2 separate regions of the Mus musculus genome follow, and region 1 is linked to region 2. A link is a contact called in public promoter capture Hi-C data. All regions are on one chromosome and are shown on one strand. Each heading gives the region's core, a stretch centred on a gene start, on an enhancer-like site or on the middle of the called end of the contact. The rest is flanking DNA. Distances are from core to core; before and after follow the strand shown. Region 1 holds the start of Serpinc1 (serine (or cysteine) peptidase inhibitor, clade C (antithrombin), member 1). Region 2 overlaps Rabgap1l (RAB GTPase activating protein 1-like).

Region 1 (5,760 bases), core at 1,281-3,780, 210 kb after region 2:
GCTGAGCCATCTTTCCAGCCCCATATTTTTAAGAGATAGATATATTAATCATAGTTGGAATTTATTCTAAAATACTTTCCAATGAAAATTGATAGGGATTTCCAGAAAAGGGTTATAACATTACCAATTACTAAATACGGGGACCACTGGTACCATGACTGGCCACAACAGAAGGAGCCATGGTAAGGGAGCTCAGAAGGTATTAGATAGTTAAGTGCTTGTAGCCATCCTTGAAAAATGATGACATCTAAAAAGGAAATTCCAAAACCAAGCCTGTCTGCCACTTAACCTAAGCTTGTCCTGCTTAGGATATAAGCAGGAACTATCTGACCTGTTAGGCTGACATGCTCAGACTAAAGTGAATGTGTTATATGTGCATCAATGTTTTGTCCCAGTGATCAGCGAATCTGAAATGATCAGCTAGTTAAATCATGCTTTCCAGCCAGTCGTGGTGGCGAACACCTTTAAACCCAGCACTCGGGAGGCAGAGGCAGGTGGATTTCTGAGTTCGAGGCCAGCCTGGTCTACAAAGTGAGTGCCAGGACTGCCAGGGCTTCACAGAGAAACCCTGTCTCGGAAAACAAAACAAAACAAAACAAACAAACAAAAAAAATCATGCTTTCCAACCTGTTTGGCTATTAAGAGAAAAAATACCTACCTCCTTTTTTTTTTTTTTTTTTTTTTTTTTTTGTTTGAGCACCTAACCTTAAGAAAGGATAGATGGAAGAGTGGGAGGAAAAGTTGTAGGAGCCAGAGGGGTCAAGGACAGCACAGAAATCTGATAGAATCTATTAACCTAAGCTCAGAGGGCCTCACAGAGACTGAACCACGAGGCATGCAAGGAACTGACTCTCTCCACATCTGTAACAGTTGTGTAGCTTGCTTTTTCATGTGGGACTCCTAACAGCAGGAGCAGCAGCTGTCTCTGACTCTTGCAGCCTACCTTTGGGACTCTTTTTTTTTCCCCTTACTGAGCTGCCTCAATAGAAGATGCACCTAGTTTTACAGCAACATGATCTGCCAAAGCTGGTTGATATCCGTGGGAGGCCTCCCCTTTTCTGAAGAGAAGTGGGGTGGGGTGACTGGGTGGGAGGAAGGGAAAACTGGTCAGTATGTAAGTAAATCAAAAAATAAAACATTGGGAAGAAAGTGGTTAGGCATGATGTCCTACCTTAATCCCAGTTCTTAGCGGCAGAGGCAGATGGACCTCTGAGCTCAAGGTCAAGGCTGATCTACATAGCAAGTTTCAGGACAGTCCTGTCTCACCTACATACACGCCCACACTCCAAAAAAGTAGTCAGGCAGGAGATGGTGGCGGCCCATAAATGAAGTACCCTGGTGAACAAGAGTTGGAAGCCACTTATATTACATAGTAAATTCCAGGCCAGGCTGGGCTGCACCATATCCCAAAACAAAAAGTGAATTTATCAACTACTAAACGTCCATATGCTTAACAAAATAGAAGACAAAAGTACTTTCTGCCATCAATGAGCTCTAATTGTGGAACTTTGCACAGGCTTTTTAGATACCTTAATCTTGATGGCTATGGTAGTACAGCTTCATTCCCAGAGGTTAGGAGACAGTGGCAGGCAAGTCTCAAGGCCAGCCTGATGTGAAGAGTTCAGTGCCAGGCTAGTCAGGGGTGCATAGTGAGCCTTTGACTCAATAAGATGATGACAACATTAATTATCAACGAATTGTCATCTTCAGAACAAGAAGCTGTGAGACTGGACAAGACAACTTCATTGTACAAGGCCCTAAGTTTGATCTCTAGCACCATCCCCAAAGAAAACTCTGTGTGTGTGTGTGTGTGTGTGTGTGTGTGTGTGTATTTAACTTTGTTTGGCTGGTGAAGATCTCCCAAGGAAACCACAGTGAAGGTAAGACATGAGCGAGTTGAAGTATGGAGAGGGGACTAGGATGTTAGAGAGTCCTAAGCTGTCCTAGTAAGGGAAGATAGGGTATATGAATTCTGAGGGAAGGGACTGAGTTGAAATGGGGATCTTCATTACAACTACTATAGACAGGCAGCTGAAGAGGTGTTGCTTGTAGCTTTTACTACCCCACCAAAGCTCCAGGAACAGGCCATGCTACCAGCCCCCACCCAGCTTCCCTTGAATCCAAGGATAAAAGAGGAGGTAGGATCAGATGGCAAGGGCTGTAGACCATGCCAAAGTGTGGTGGCACTACTCTCTAGTTCCAGGTTAGATCAAGTTCAAGGCCAGCCAGCTTGAGCTACACTGGCAAGTTCAAGGCCCTGAGTTACATGAGACCTGTCTCAAAACTAAAAATAAAATGGCCTTGTCCTGATGGTAAAGAAAATATAAGCAGAAGGTAGTATGCAAGGAAATACAAAATCTAGATTTGTGCCTCTTTATTCACAATTATTGAAAAAATTATGCATGCCTCTCCCATGTGCATGGTGTTCACTGGGGCCCTTGGTAAGGTGCAGTCTGTTTCAGCGGGTCTGGGGTGGGGCTTGGAGGCACATGATCACAGATGATACTCGTGTTCAGTGTGGCCAAAGAGCACACTTGCGTAAGACTCGCCATAATAGGTAATTTTAGAAATAGATCTGATTTGTATCTGAGACATTTTAGTGAAGTGGTGAGATATAAGACATAATCAGAAGACATATCTACCTGAAGACTTTAAGGGGAGAGGTGAGTAGGGTGATTCTTAGCTGGGTTCACATCGGAAGAAGCAGGTGCCTTAAATGGAAGTCAGGGTTCCTGTGCAGCGTGAGCAGCTACAAAACGAATGAGTCTCAATGAGGCCTGAAGGAGTTTAGGTTGTTGTTTGTTTTGGGTCTTGTTTTTTTTTTTTTTCTATTTGAAGATTTATTGTATGTATGTGCACCATATGTGTGCCTGGTGTCTGTAGAAGTCAGTATTGAATCCCCTGGAACTGGAGTTCCGCATGGTTGTAGCCCACCATGTAGGTGCTGGGAATCAATCCTGGATTCCCTGCAAGAAAAATGGACCTAGCTGCTGAGCAGCTTTATACTTCTCAGTTAAATACCAATACCAATACAGATGTGAAGCTGGACATTGGCATGCTGAATCTGTTTAAAGTGAGGCTAGGTTCCCAATTGCAATCGGCTTACACGAAATTAGGGCCTGAACCAGCCCAGTGGTTGAAGTAGGAGAGGAGTTGGGCAATAGGCTGGTTCTGTGTGGTGACTTGAAGACAGATGACAGAACTCCTTAGTCCCCTTGACCAAACAGTAGATCTGTTTGGACATCCTTTTCATGGCATCAAAGCCCTTGGGAATAGTTGAAAGGAAAACCTATAGTGATTTTAGTCTGTCATACATACTCCTAACCTCCCAAGCCCAGTTAGGACCTAAAGGTGCTCTCTTGTACCTCTTTGTCTCTGTGTCATATGTCTAAACTAAACCTTTTACTCCCTGGATAGTTAGGGTACACCTAGACTCAAAGCATGGCATGCCTGTTTCCCCATGGCAGAAGGGCCTCTTGTAGTTTGGGGTATTATACTTTAATCTGTATTAGGCTTTTTTGTTTGTTTTTGTTTTTGTTTTGAGACAGGGTTTCTCTGTGTAGCCCTGGCTGTCCAGGAACTCACTCTGTAGACCAGGCTGGCCTCAAACTCAGAAATCCACCTGCCTCTGCCTCCCAAGTGTTGGGATTAAAGGTGTGCCGGTGGTGCTCGGTGGCTTTTGTTTTTTGTTGTTTTGTTTTTGTTTTGTTGTTGTGGGTTTTGTTTGTTTTTGCATACACATGTCATGTCTGAAGCACATGCATGCAGTACCCAGTGATGCTAGGAAAAAGCACCATCTCTTCTGGAAGTGAAGTTAGAGAGGGGAGCTGCTATGTGGGTGCTGGGAATTGAACCTGGGTACTCTGGAAGAGTTGTCAGTGGTCCTGCTGACATCTCTACTGCTGAGCCATTTCTGGCCTGGGCTTCAGCTCCTTAACTAGTTCTGATGGTTACCATGATACAGTCATTCCCATACCCTCATGCCCTCCTTGTCCCTTAAATGAACTTATAAGGGTTTTCTAAAGCAAGGCTTGGAAGATGTGTGAAAGGCGAGGTAGTCTATAACTCAGCTGCTGTCATCACAGCACACACCTTCGTCCTAGCTTTAGCCACGTTTCTTCCTGCTGCTTCGAGGTCAAACTATGTCATCCCCGTGTCACTGGGAATTCTGCCACTCTCCCTGACTTTGCACTCTGCTTTTCTTCTGTGGTTTTCTCTTATCTCCTACAACTTCTGAGCTAATGTACATGCAATGAGCTTTTTCCCCAAGTTGCTCTTGACTACCTCCCAGCCTTGATTAATATTTATTTGTTTGTTTGTTTGTTTGTTTGTTGTTATTTATTTATTTATTTATGTGCCCTAGGCATGAAACAGCTTTGGCCATCAAACCAGGCATTAATCTAGGATGAATAACTGCCATCCACTCTGCCCCTGACTGATATAAGAACACCACTGCCATAGGTGTCTCTTTGCCCATTGCCCGGGGGGTATTTCTGTCCTCAAGAATCAGTAATGCCTATTTTTTAAAAAGTCTTAATAATCTCTCCATTAAGGAAGTATCAACTGCTAAATCAGAAAAAAAAAATCTGTACCTCTTCAAACATAAATGTTTATTGAGTCCTATCTCATTCAGAGCCCACAGCTGTGTGCACTGAGCATGTTCAATAAATATTTGCTCTTGTGGTTTGATTTCACTGAAACCCAAACTGAACTTTCTAGCTGTACCGAGGACCGGGGCAAATTCCAGTAAGATGCTTCAAGACCCTGGGAAAAGCAGCCAACATGATAATGCCGGGCTTGCTCTTGATAAGCTTCATCCCACCTTAATTACCACCCGAAGATGCTGTTATTACCCTAAGGTCCTTCTTCTTCGACAATCCAGAGGAGCTAGGCATGCCCTTGCTTTGAGGCTCTGTGTTTTGCCAAAGCTCTATGGAAGGGAGTTACTCAGTAACCATAGGAGGGTCTGAGCTACCAAAGACAAGAACACCACAGCCTAGGGCATGAGGGCAGCAGGCAAAGGCCAGTTAATGACCTGCTCACGGTGATTTATGTAGACTGGAGGCTGCTGTAGAAAGGAATTAATGACCTGAAGGAGGTCCCAAAAATTAGAGGGGAAGTAAACGTTAATATTCTTTCAATGTCACTGGAAGACCCGATGTATGCTTTCCAATCTTGTTTCCACTCAGAATGGAGAGAAACGGTTCTACAGATAAGTAGGGGAATTCTCCCCCAAATTTTTACCTGACACGAGTATATCAGAAGGCAGGAAGATGATTCAGTGGGTCAGAGTGGCAACCTGAATTCATTCCTGGAACCTCATGAAAAGACAATTGCAGTGGTACCCATCTGAAATGCCACAACTCCAGTAGTGAGATGAGGAGCAGAGCTAGAGTTGCCCAGAGGCTCCAGGGCCAGCTAGCCCAGATTGTACTGCACAGTGAAACCATCAAAGGTGAAGGGGAGAACCAACTCTGTAAAAGTTGCCCTCGGGTCGTACACGTGCTGTGGTATGTACACAGCTGCACACATCACTCACACACACACACACACACACACACACACACACAGAGAATGTTTTTAAAGTTTCATTTTTAGTGCTGATTAGTCAACCCCTGTGTCTTACTTACTCTTAGAGAGCACGCACTCCACCTCTGAACTACATCCCTGGCTCCCCATAAATAGTTTGCCTCCAGTTCTGGATATAACTAAAGTCTCAAAAGAAAATTAGAGCACTTTTCTTTTTTAAAGATTATTTAT
Region 2 (5,485 bases), core at 449-2,948:
AGAAGCAGCTAAGGAACAAATATTTACTACACAGTAAGAATCTACAAGATACTTAGATCAATGTTTATAATTTTTCTATATCCTGTTATTAATAACCCTTTTTCACAATATCCACAAGCTCAACTTATACCATATTATTTACTGCACTGCATATATCAAAACAGAGTGTTCTTTACCTTAAATATGTACAATTTTAAAACTTGCATTTCAAATGTCAAAAGAAACAGAACATCTAGATTAATTCACGGTTGTGGTACATACCTCCTTTCTCTAAAAACAAGGAATTCTCACAAGAAAATCAAACCCTACTGTTAGCACTCCATGTAATGTTCTTTTGCTTTCCAAATCTGTAATATAAGGGCATAATGGCATGCCATAAAGACAATTATAGCTTTTTGATTTCGTTAAATGAGTAGTTCAAAGAAACAATATCTATTTTGAGAAAATAAATGTTTCCCATTTTAATGGCATAATTTAGAATTACAATAAGTGTCACAACTATGTGCTGATATGTAGCACCTCTAACTTTTAAAGATTTAAACTTTCAGTGCAACTATTAAAAGTAGGTCCCCCAAACTCATATTTACTAATTACTATTTTATTACTATTTACTAAATTATTTCTACTAATCTATAATACTGGTAATTTTAGTTACGTTTCAGTTTACATTTACAGCAGTCACTTAACCAGTTTTATTATGATTGTACAAATGGAAGAAGCTATTCTAAAGAATACTTTGTTCTAGGTTAACATACCTAAGTAACTATGGAATCCAGATTTGAAGCAAACAAATCACTTTCACTTGCAGTCATCCGCCTCCTGAAATGACTGCCCACTGGACAAGTGTCTATCTCAAGTCTAACTGTTGGTTGGGAGAGATGTGCATAAGTGGTTTTAACACGTCTGCCCAGTTCCCTGTCCAAGATTTTCAGCTGAAATGACTGCAACAATAAGGATGTCATGACTCCTTGCAATGAACACCTCTGTCCTCTGTTTCCTGTTCTGTGTGGGGATTCTCACTTGTCTAGAGAAACAGTTCTGGCATCCTCATCACATTTTCCTATTCGCCTTTACCCCACATTTGGCTTCTTTTGTGACTTGACTGCCCCCTCCAAAACTTACCCTAAATTTTAATTGCTATTTTAATGATAGTAAGGGGTGAGGCCTTAGTTGGGTCATGAGGATTCAGCCTTCTCAAATAAGTTACATCTTAGGAGCAGGCTAGCTGCCTTATGAGAGGGTGAGTAAGAAAGGGGGAGATACTGGAGTTCTCTTTCCCCCTCATACTCCTGTGCTTACTCTGATACCTTCTGCCATATTATGACAGAGAACGACCAACCTCACCAGATAAGATCACTCCATCCTGAACATTCTAGATACTAAACTGAATCAAAGCTAATAGAGAAATCTTTTATTAATGAATCAGTGTCTGATACATTATAGCAGTTTCCTATTTCTGTTCATAGTTAAGAGCTTTAAGGAGTGAAAAAAAAATGACTTACTTTGTCTTTCCGACCTCAAACTGACAGTATGGTTACAGAGATATGGTGTAAAATCAAGTGGCTATCCCTAATGACACACACTTGTAAGGTTAGATTTTTTTCAAAATCTATTTAGGGTTCTTAAACTGAACTTCAACCTCCCTTCTAACCTACCAACTGAAGTTATGGGGGTAAAGGTTAAAGGTGTTTTGGGCCTGTTTAGAAGTACTTCCTTGGGGCAATTCCACTCTTTGTTGTCAGGATCCCAGCAGTCCAGCTCAGTAGCAAACAGCAAACACAAATCAGTAGTAACACGATCCAGCAGAAACTGGTAATCCAGCAGAAACTGGTAAAGTCAGTATAAGTGGTCAGAATCAACAGGAATACCACAAGAAGTTCTTTGGCATATTTCTCTGAAGTGAAGACCAACGAAGCATTGCACAGTGTAACAATGCAAGAGAGTCCTCTCATTGTTTGTGGAGTTTCAATTATATTCTTTCTAAACATCATGTCACACCTTCTCACAAAGCAGCTTCCAGAAAAACATCACATGGCATAACTGAGTTGTTAAAAGAACCCAGAAATTACCATTTCACACTGCGTCAACATCAATAGAACCAAGAATAAATATTGCCATTTTAAAATAAAGCCAGTAACATAATTTTAATCTTTATTTGCAAAATTTCATTATAAATATATTATTTTTCAATGTTTTATTTTATTATTTTTTGCAAATATGGATATTTTACCTACATGTATGTGTGTGCACCACGTGCATACAATATTCTTGGAGGCTAGAAGACAGTGGATGTCAGATTCCCAAGAACTCGAATTAACAATGGTTGTAAGCCACTTTGTGGGTACTAGAAATCAAACATGAGTCCCTGGAAGAGTCACCACTCCAACCTCATAAATCTATTCTTGAGCACATGACTATGAAATCATCAAACTACTTGCTTTAATATTCTGAATACTATGAAAAAGATTAAATCAATGTCATCTGGTTTCGTTACTCTCAAAAACTAGAATGTCTACCAGTGCTACAACCTAATGTTTACAATCTGGCCTGTGGGGAGCCGCATTCACATTTGCCATTACAAGATGGCGCTGACAGCTGTGTTCTAAGTAGTAAATAATCTGCACATGTGCAGGGGCAGTTTTCCCGCCATGTGCTCTGCCTTTCTCGTGATGACAACTGGGCCGATGGGCTGCAGCCAATCAGGGAGTGACATGTCCTAGGCGGAGGATAATTCTCCTTAAAAGGGACGGGGTTCTGGCACTCCCCCTCTTCGTCTCTTCTTTCTTCGTCTCTTTCTCTTCGTCTTTTCCTCTGCTCTCTGCCTCTCTCTCTCTCTGCTCTCTGCGTCTCTCTGCGTCTCTCTCTCTTCCTCTCTGCCTCTCTCTGCCGCGCTCTTCCGCGCTCTTCCTCTCTTGCTCCTGAGTAAGCAATAAAGCTTTGCTGCAGAAGATTCTGGCTTGTTGCGTCTTTCCTGGCCGGTCGCGAACGCGCGTAAGACTGGCCCATCTTTCCTTTGTTATCTGTTTTCCAGGCTTGCCTCAAACTCACTATTCTCTGGCCTCAACCTCCAGAATTCCATCAGAGATGTTAGTCGCCATACTCAACTCTTTCCCTTTACTCATGAAGGAACCTTACTAGACTTCTGTTTATTCTGGTGAGCTAAATCTGACTATGCCTGGGCAGTGACCACTCCAGACTTGTCTGTTTTTCCACAAACTTCTATAGTTATGCTCTAGACATCTAATATTATTCTGTTCAATACTAATAAAAGCCAGGAGAGCAGAAAGCAAGCTGGCCATGATGTACCAAATAGTAAGATCAGGAACAGGGCTAGCACCAAGGACAAAAGAAGCAAAAGGAACATGGGAGAGAATGGTAAACGTGGATAATCAACATTTAATGAGCAGCTACTACATGATCTCCTCCCAAACAAGTGTGGGTACCAATCTTCAAATGTGGCTATTTGAATGCCAAAATTAAAAGACAATTATCTTTGGTTACCAAAAACTGAAGGAATAAAGTGAGTGAGTGTGATGGTTAATATTAACCATCAACTTGATGAGATTTAGAGGATTATGAAAACAATAGTTGAAAGTACACATTTCTATTTTAAAATATTTCATAGGCTGCCAATAAAATGACTAATTTTACTTGAGCTTTAATACCCCAAATGTTTAATACATTGTAGGTAATTAATGCATTAATAAATGTACTTTTCATTAAGGTTATTTGTATGTGTGTATTAGTGTGTGCAAGTGTGTTGGGTGCCCATGGAGGCCAGAACATGGGATCAGACTGTCATGGGACAGTAAATTAGTCCAGCCACTCTGGAAATAAATATAATGAATCCTCAAAAAGCTTAAAATAAATCTACCATATGACTCATCTATACTACTCCTCAACATATGCCCAAAGGACTCAACATCCTACTCCGGATACTTGCTCAGCAATGTTCATTACTACTCTATTCAAAATAGCAACCTAAAAGTCCTTCAATTAGCAATGGATAATGAAAATGTGATACATATAAACCATGGAATACTATTCTGCTATAACAAAAAGTGAAGTCGTGTAATTTGCAGAAAAATGAATAGAATTAGAAATGACCATGTTGAATGAAGTAACTCAGACCAAGGAAGACAAGCTTTTCATGTCATCTCTTATCTGAATTCCTGGCCCCCAATCTTCAAATGTGGCTATTTGAATGCCAAAATTAAAAGACAATTATCTTTGGTTACCAAAAACTGAAGGAATAAAGTGAGTGTGATGGTTAATATTAACCATCAACTTGATGAGATTTAGAGGATTATGAAAACAAACCTCAGGTCTATCTGTGAGGGATTGCCCAAATTTTAGGTTCACTGAGGTGGGAAGACATACCCTAAACACAAGGAGTACTAGTCCACAGGTTGGAACACCAGAGTGAATAGAAAGGGAGAAAGAAAATGGACACTCTGCTTCCTAACTATAAGCACAATGTGACCGATCTGCCTCTGAATTCTGCCACCATGCCTTGATGTCATGGAACTGGCAGCCAAAATAGACCCTGCCTTCTTTAAGGTGCTCTGGTCAGGCATTTTGTCACAGCAATGAGGAAAATAACTAACACGGTGTTAGTCCGGCTATTTGACCTGCTAAATCCTGTGGAACATGCAGTACTGCAGTTCTATGATGTTTCTCTAGCAACAGAGACTATGCAAGAACAGTTTTTAAGACACTGCTATTTTAAACATAAACAATTCAGCCTATTCTTCTGGTCTCTCCAGAAACTTGACCGGTATCTACTAAGTACACTAGAGGGTAGCTTTTAAAAGTTGTCAGCAAACACTTTGATATACTTCCCTTCAAAAATGAAATACAATGTCCCCATTTTCTTGAGTGAGGGCTGGGTTGGTTGGTTGGTTGGTTGGTTGGTTGGTTGGTTGGTTGGTTGGTTGGTTTGAGACCAGGTCTCACTGTATGTCTCTACCTGGCCTTGAATTCACAGTAATCTGCCTGCCTCTGCCTCCAAGTTCTGAGTGGCGGCTCACTGTTTAAGAACAGAATGTGGAAAGGTTGGTAATATAGCTTAGTAGTAGAGTGCTTGTCCAGCATGTGTGAGACCCTGGGTTTGATCACTGACACCACAAAAATAAATCGAAATATACAATACTTAACAAAATGTGGAGAAAGCAATACTGTAACACTGGTCTAGACAAAGCACGCTATCATATTCATATCTACTCAGGCCACGTCAAAGGGTGAGCATCTGAGGACCCAAGCATGAGGCTCTGGGCATCTGCAGTCAGTCACACAGCTCTAAAACATACTCATAGAAAGGACCTTAGAGTATGCCACAAGAGATGTTCACGTGCTAATTTTGGTTTTAAATGATATAGGTAACTTCTGTCAGTCCTGTTTCCTTTTTGAGACCAGGTCTCACTATGTTGCCCTGACTAACCTGGAATTTCCTATATATCCCAGGTAAGGCTTTAATTCACAGACA

Evidence for each region. Promoter capture Hi-C pulls out the DNA fragments that hold promoters and counts their contacts.
Region 1: a contact with region 2 is called in a promoter capture Hi-C map of liver, with 2.1 times the contacts expected there. The contact joins the promoter of Serpinc1 here to the enhancer-like site in region 2. A contact is called at or near these places in 10 of 39 promoter capture datasets (the 3T3-L1 cell line, the C10 cell line, cranial neural crest and 6 more) and 2 of 9 other capture datasets (adipose tissue and liver).

The regions. Positions count from the first base shown.
Region 1 is chr1:160,976,053-160,981,812 of GRCm38.p6, forward strand. It overlaps Serpinc1 (serine (or cysteine) peptidase inhibitor, clade C (antithrombin), member 1), which reads left to right and starts at 2,531. Exons shown (of 8, transcript NM_080844.5): 1 at 2,531-2,663. It overlaps LOC115487665 (a small nucleolar RNA gene), which reads right to left and starts at 4,488; the gene lies at 4,351-4,488.
Region 2 is chr1:160,764,908-160,770,392 of GRCm38.p6, forward strand. All of the region lies in intron 1 of Rabgap1l (RAB GTPase activating protein 1-like), which reads right to left. Among named protein-coding and RNA genes, the nearest start is that of Gm37083, 24 kb to the right of the region's middle. Within about 2 kb of position 1,699, at least 7 of the 459 cell types and tissues checked have an H3K27ac peak or open chromatin away from gene starts, as enhancers often do. A contact at or near this core is called in liver, where this site is marked.